2 separate regions of the Mus musculus genome follow, and region 2 is linked to region 1. The links are chromatin contacts, called in public HiChIP or PLAC-seq maps. All regions are on one chromosome and are shown on one strand. The core of a region is the stretch at or near the end of the contact, and the rest is flanking DNA. Distances in the headings are between cores, read along the strand shown.

What was found. HiChIP or PLAC-seq counts read pairs in DNA pulled down with a chosen protein or histone mark.
Region 2: an HNF4G HiChIP or PLAC-seq map of pancreatic cancer cells shows a contact between it and region 1. The contact joins two enhancer-like sites. A contact is called at or near these places in 1 of 115 datasets of contacts at active chromatin or transcription factors (pancreatic cancer cells) and 1 of 9 other capture datasets (embryonic stem cells).

The regions. Positions count from the first base shown.
Region 1 is chr2:20,444,324-20,447,023 of GRCm38.p6, reverse strand. The region is part of intron 2 of Etl4 (enhancer trap locus 4); the gene reads right to left. Among named protein-coding and RNA genes, the nearest start is that of Gm17171, 110 kb to the right of the region's middle. Within about 2 kb of position 1,308, at least 35 of the 459 cell types and tissues checked have an H3K27ac peak or open chromatin away from gene starts, as enhancers often do. A contact at or near this core is called in embryonic stem cells and pancreatic cancer cells, where this site is marked.
Region 2 is chr2:20,752,208-20,754,907 of GRCm38.p6, reverse strand. All of the region lies in intron 7 of Etl4 (enhancer trap locus 4), which reads right to left. Among named protein-coding and RNA genes, the nearest start is that of Arhgap21, 210 kb to the left of the region's middle. Within about 2 kb of position 1,422, at least 51 of the 459 cell types and tissues checked have an H3K27ac peak or open chromatin away from gene starts, as enhancers often do. A contact at or near this core is called in embryonic stem cells and pancreatic cancer cells, where this site is marked.

The DNA of each region.
Region 1 (2,700 bases), core at 59-2,558:
ACTAACGACCAAATGCTTGGAGAGGTGTTTAGCAAGATACAATCTTTTTAACAGAGGTGCCACTTTATTGCCTTTTTCTGCTATATGACCATGGGACAAGCATGTCCTTGAAAGAAGGCTCCCAGTAGAATCCCACCAGGATGGCACCCTGGTCTTGGATTTCAAAGCCTCCAGAATCCTAGAACAAGAGAAATAAACTTCTATTGTTTATAAGCAATAAATACAAATAAATAAAAAGAAGTATGTCCAGGGGTTATTTGCTTAGCCCCCTGTACAGTACATCTTCCCTAACTGAACACTTGCAAGTGTGACAAGCAATCACACACCTTACTGCGAGCAACACTTCTGTCTACTTTTATTTTGTTGCACCACTATCTTTAATTGATAAGTACTTTCTTGCTGCTGTGGCTGTTGAGATAGGCTGACCTCTAGCTTGCAATTAGCACGGACTGACCTTGAAAACATGGTTTTCTTGTCTCCACCTTCCAAGTGCTAGGATTGAATACATGTATCTTCAGCAGAAGAGAGATGTGTTAATACCGTGATAACTGTTGTCACCAAATCTACTAATAGAATTCATCCAGGCAGATGTCGGTGACTGCCTATAGGGGGCACTCTTAAATGACTGGGTCAGTATTTGAACTGAGGTCAACTACATTCCAAAGTGTTGACTTTAATGGCTTATACAAAGATAACAAGAAACCACAGGCATTTTTCTAGCAAGGCTAATTTTATCTGGTGATAAATATGTTAAAACACTGTATTATAATAAATAATGAAACACAAATTTGCTTTTATGGAAATCAAATGTTTCTTTTTTCATAATGACCGCCAGACTAACTCTTATAAAACAGGTAATCCCTTAATTTCACAACTTAAGCATCTCACTACAGCTAGCACTCAGTGCCTAGATGTGTTTGTGAGCAGGGCAAGTCACAATGAATAGGACTCAGATGAACACACCACATTGTGCTTGACCAAGCTGCTCACACGTGTAACTCTGAACTTTGTTCATGCAACTGCTACAGATGGGTTGGAGTCTAAGATGCAGGAGGTGCAGACACAGGCTCTTAGATTCAGCGCACGTGAAACCAGGCTTGTATTCCTTCTCTGTGCAACTTCAAATAGCGCAATCTAAAACTTCAATCTCAGGCTACATCAAATTCCAAAGTATTCTTTGATCTCTAATGAAAAATCAAACAACATGATAATCATTAACTAAAATAAGTCCCCTACTTACAAACCCTTTGTGTTTGCTGCTCGGTCTAGGATTGGGACAAGAAGCAGGATGTATAAACTGCAAAGAATCTGAGCAAGGAAAGAGAGAGGTGGAGCTGACAGAGACAGCAGAAACGCTGAGGTCCTGGCACCCTAAAGGGCTGGCTAGAACTTACGGAGGAAGGAAGCACGAAGCACCTAAAAATAGAAGCGCTGTAGGAAACTGTCCACAAGATACTGGATTAGCTATTGTGTTCCAAATCCTGCCATTCCAACTGCCATTTATAAAAAGGCATTGTTTTTAAAATTCACCACGTCCTTCCTATCTGTTCACCAAGGACGCCGGTTTCACATCCAGCTCTGGTTGACGGTCCTCCACCAGCCTTTTTTCTTTTCTACTATAAAAAGGCGTTCTTGGATTGCTTACACTTACACATTAAGTTCATAACTGTTGCTGTTCTCTTTGCAGCCAACCGTGGAAGCATGGGGGAGGTGATGCGGCTTTTAAATATTAAAAGGCACATCCTAGTCTGGCAAGATTCTGGCTCAGCAAGTAAAGGTCCTGGCTGCCAAACCCAGTGACCGGAGCTTGATCCCCAATACCCACAGGGTAGAAGGAGAGAGTTGACTTCTACAAAGCTCTCCCCAACTCCCTCATGCATGTGGGATATTTGTTTGCCTTCACATATACACATGTGCACACACAGTATAAAGAAATGCAGTAAAATATTTTTAAAACTAAAACGAAAGGTACATCCTTTGACGCTTAGTGGGACTCACCCATACTAACTGTTTCTTAGTATTTTTTGCTTTACAAAAAAGTTAAGCAAATACTTTCTTGCTCAGTTTTTCCAATATTAATATTTCTAACATTAATCCATGATTGGAAAAATGAAAATAAAGCTTTGAAAATTGAACCTCTTGCATTGGAAAAAAAAACCGCTTCAAAATTGGAGTGGATGATTATAAACAGAAATCCTTTGACAACACATTTAATTCGATTTATCCTTTTTACTATGGCACTCTTTTTATTGTCACATTTTTATCTAGATTATAAGGATTTTAAATCCTATTCCACAGCTAATGAACATGCATTTAGTTTTCATAACATCATGTCAACATTAAGTTGGCTAAGAGTAGCTTGGCTGGGGAAAGGCCTGCCTGACCAGAACTCCTTCCAAAGAGACCAGCAGTTCTCTGAGTTAGCTGTTTGGCAATACGGGACCATGTTATCCTGGAAAGAGTCATTTTGTCAGGAGTCAGCACCGGCCTACAGGTTGTGTTGTCAGCACAGGAAGAGAACAGGCTTGTCAACAAGGTGGTCCTTCTCAGACGTGATGGCCGCCTGGTTCTTAATGAGACTGAATCTGGGACACTCTGGGAAGGCTAGCTGATTAGTAAGTTCCCGCTGTAGAGTCAGCAGAAACAGAAGGTAGCCCAGTCCTCCCCCAGCCCCGTAGGTGAGGCACAAGTCTGGAGGAA
Region 2 (2,700 bases), core at 173-2,672, 310 kb before region 1:
CTGAAGGTATTTTTCACAATTGGATAGTGAACAGGTTTCAAGCCCTTGCTTGTTCACGCCCTGTTTCTACGGTATGAGAGGAAACACTCCCTAATTAACTAAAGATGCTGTTAAGGGATGAAGTCAACAGAACACCAGAATCCAGGTCCTCTTGCTATGCTTGAAGCCTTGCAAGTAACTAATCTATTCATTTTCCATTTCTGCTCAAAGTTACCCTACTGGGGACAAGTTAAGCAACTAAGACACCATCCTGAAAGCACCATGCAGGTGCAACCACAAATGCAGTCTTCAAAGCAGGTAAGTCCCTGCTAAGTTGAGACCCAGGGGCCAGCACACATGCAGTGGAGATCATGGCTGAGGATGCCAAAGGTCTGCCAGCATTTGGATCTTCAATGTCTCCCAAAGGCTGGTGTGGTAAAGGATTCATTCCTAGTCTGTGGTAGGACTGGGGGAGTGCGAGCTTTAGGAAGTGGGTGAGTATGCTCTTGACAGGAATACGTGACCTTGGCTCATTTTGCCTTGCTTTGCTTCCTGGCTGCCATAAATTACAAAGACGTCTTCTGATACATACGTCACTTTGATAAAAGTACAGCTCAGGCTCAAGGTGACAGGGTTAAGTGAACATGTACTGGAATCTCTGAACCCATGATCCATGGGCCCTTCCCCTTAGCCTTAGATATTTTGTTACAAAGATAGCAAAGACACACACATCTCAAGTCTCAATACTGAGAGGTCACAGAGTCAAAAGACTCTGCCATTGTTAACAGAGATGCCCTTGGTCTCCTAGAAAGATCATGTCTAAAATCCAGCAGAAATTGGGATCCTAGAGTTGCAGTTAGGAGGAACTTATTTGGCACTCATAATTCTTCCCATTCTGGTTCAGTGATCCTGACTGAAAGGGGAAAAGAAGGGTGTGCCAAGTTCAGGCAAGTGGATCAAAGCTCAGACACACCCAGGCCAGGGCTCCTAAGGTGTACTGAAGCCCAATGAGGCTCTTCCCAGCACAGTAAATGCAGTCGGGAAACACTCCCAGCAGTTAATCTCCTTCACAGTTTACTTTCTGTGAGCAGACTGTACTAGTTGGGACCTGAAAATAGCCCCAAGTCAAGTGACGAGACTTAGTTGTTTTCTGGATCTGGGTGGCAGCATAACGTGATAGCTTTCTGATTTTATATCGAAGAGACTTTTCTTGATTACCGGACTTTCTGAGTCACAAAATGGGGTCTGTACTTATTTCCTTAGCACTGCACAGAACCCATGATGGGTGATCCCTTAATGTTACAGCAGACACTGAATATCAGCAAAGGAAGGGTTCTTAGGAAACATCACTAGTTTGACTGCAGAATACAGGGACTATGGCTTTCTGGCTATGGTGACACACAGCCCAGGGTAAAGCGTTTCATTTCCTGTTGGCTCTGCCAGGCGGTGACTCTAGCTACCACACCCCAGAATGAGCCAACACAAAATCAATTTTGAAGTTTCTTTCTCTTCCCTGAGGGTGCACTTCAATATTCACGCTCTGAAATGGCATTTCTTTTTTCTTTTGTTAAGTACAGGTACAAACTGGTAGAAATAGTTGTTCACTCCTGCTACAGATTATTATTTATCTGCAACTGACAGCACTATGGGGAAAGGCCCTCGGGTGCCTGAGAAAACAAGGTCCCCCATGCCAGCCTTTTCTGGAGTGGGTGGGTGAGTGGAGGAACATCCTCATAGGAGTCAGCCTTTTCTTTGACAGGATTTCCCATCATTGTCTGCATTGTTGTTAACTCCTGATCTTCGTGCCTCAGCCTCCTGAGCTTCTGGGAATTACACGTGTGTCTCCTGTGCCTGGCTCCTACCTACTTAATCTATAAAATTCTAGCATGAAGGCCAGAGAAATAAAATGACTCAAAGCTGGGTTGTGGTAGTGGTAGCACACGGCTTTAATCTCAGCACTCAGGAGGCAGTGGTAGGCAAAACTCTTGAGATTTTAGTCAGCACTCCACACCATACCATACGATACCATACCAAACCAATCCAAAAAGAACGACTCAGATAAAGAAGGAAGACATTTCTTATCTGATACCGCCCTAATGTTCTTACTGCCTGTCACCTTTCTAGTGGCTCGTGGGTGATAGAGGAAGTAGGGCCCTATTACCTTTATTACAAACAGCATAGAGGCAGCATCATGTCGAGACCCCAGTTTATTCAAATGGCTCCAGTTATCACATTCTGGACTGTCTCTCCTTTTTATTTTCTGTAAAGTCAGGCTTCAGGACAAGTGGCCTCCAAACCCCTTTTGTCTCTGAGGGTGGACAAGGAGGGCATGACTTCTTTCACAGCAGTACAGTAAGTAATATTAGTTTTTGTTTTTTTTTTTAAATAAAAAAGACCTACCACTTTTGGAAAGCAGGAATTGATGCTTACAGTTAGCTGTTATTTTGAATCACATCATTCATGAAAACTAAGGCCTAGAGTTTAAATAAGGATAAATGTCACCCACTTGACCATCAATTGGAGAGACAATGAATCCTAACCCAGCTAAGACATGGTGTGGGCATCACGAGAGCCTGAGTTACATAGACGAGCCTTGTTTTCAGGCCCAGGGCAATCACACTGATTTCTACAGCTTCCTGGAGGCTGGATCTGTCCCTAAGCCTTGATTCTTCTCTTTGGAGAGGTTCTGCTTGGGAACCAAAAAGAGTTGTCTGAATGTTA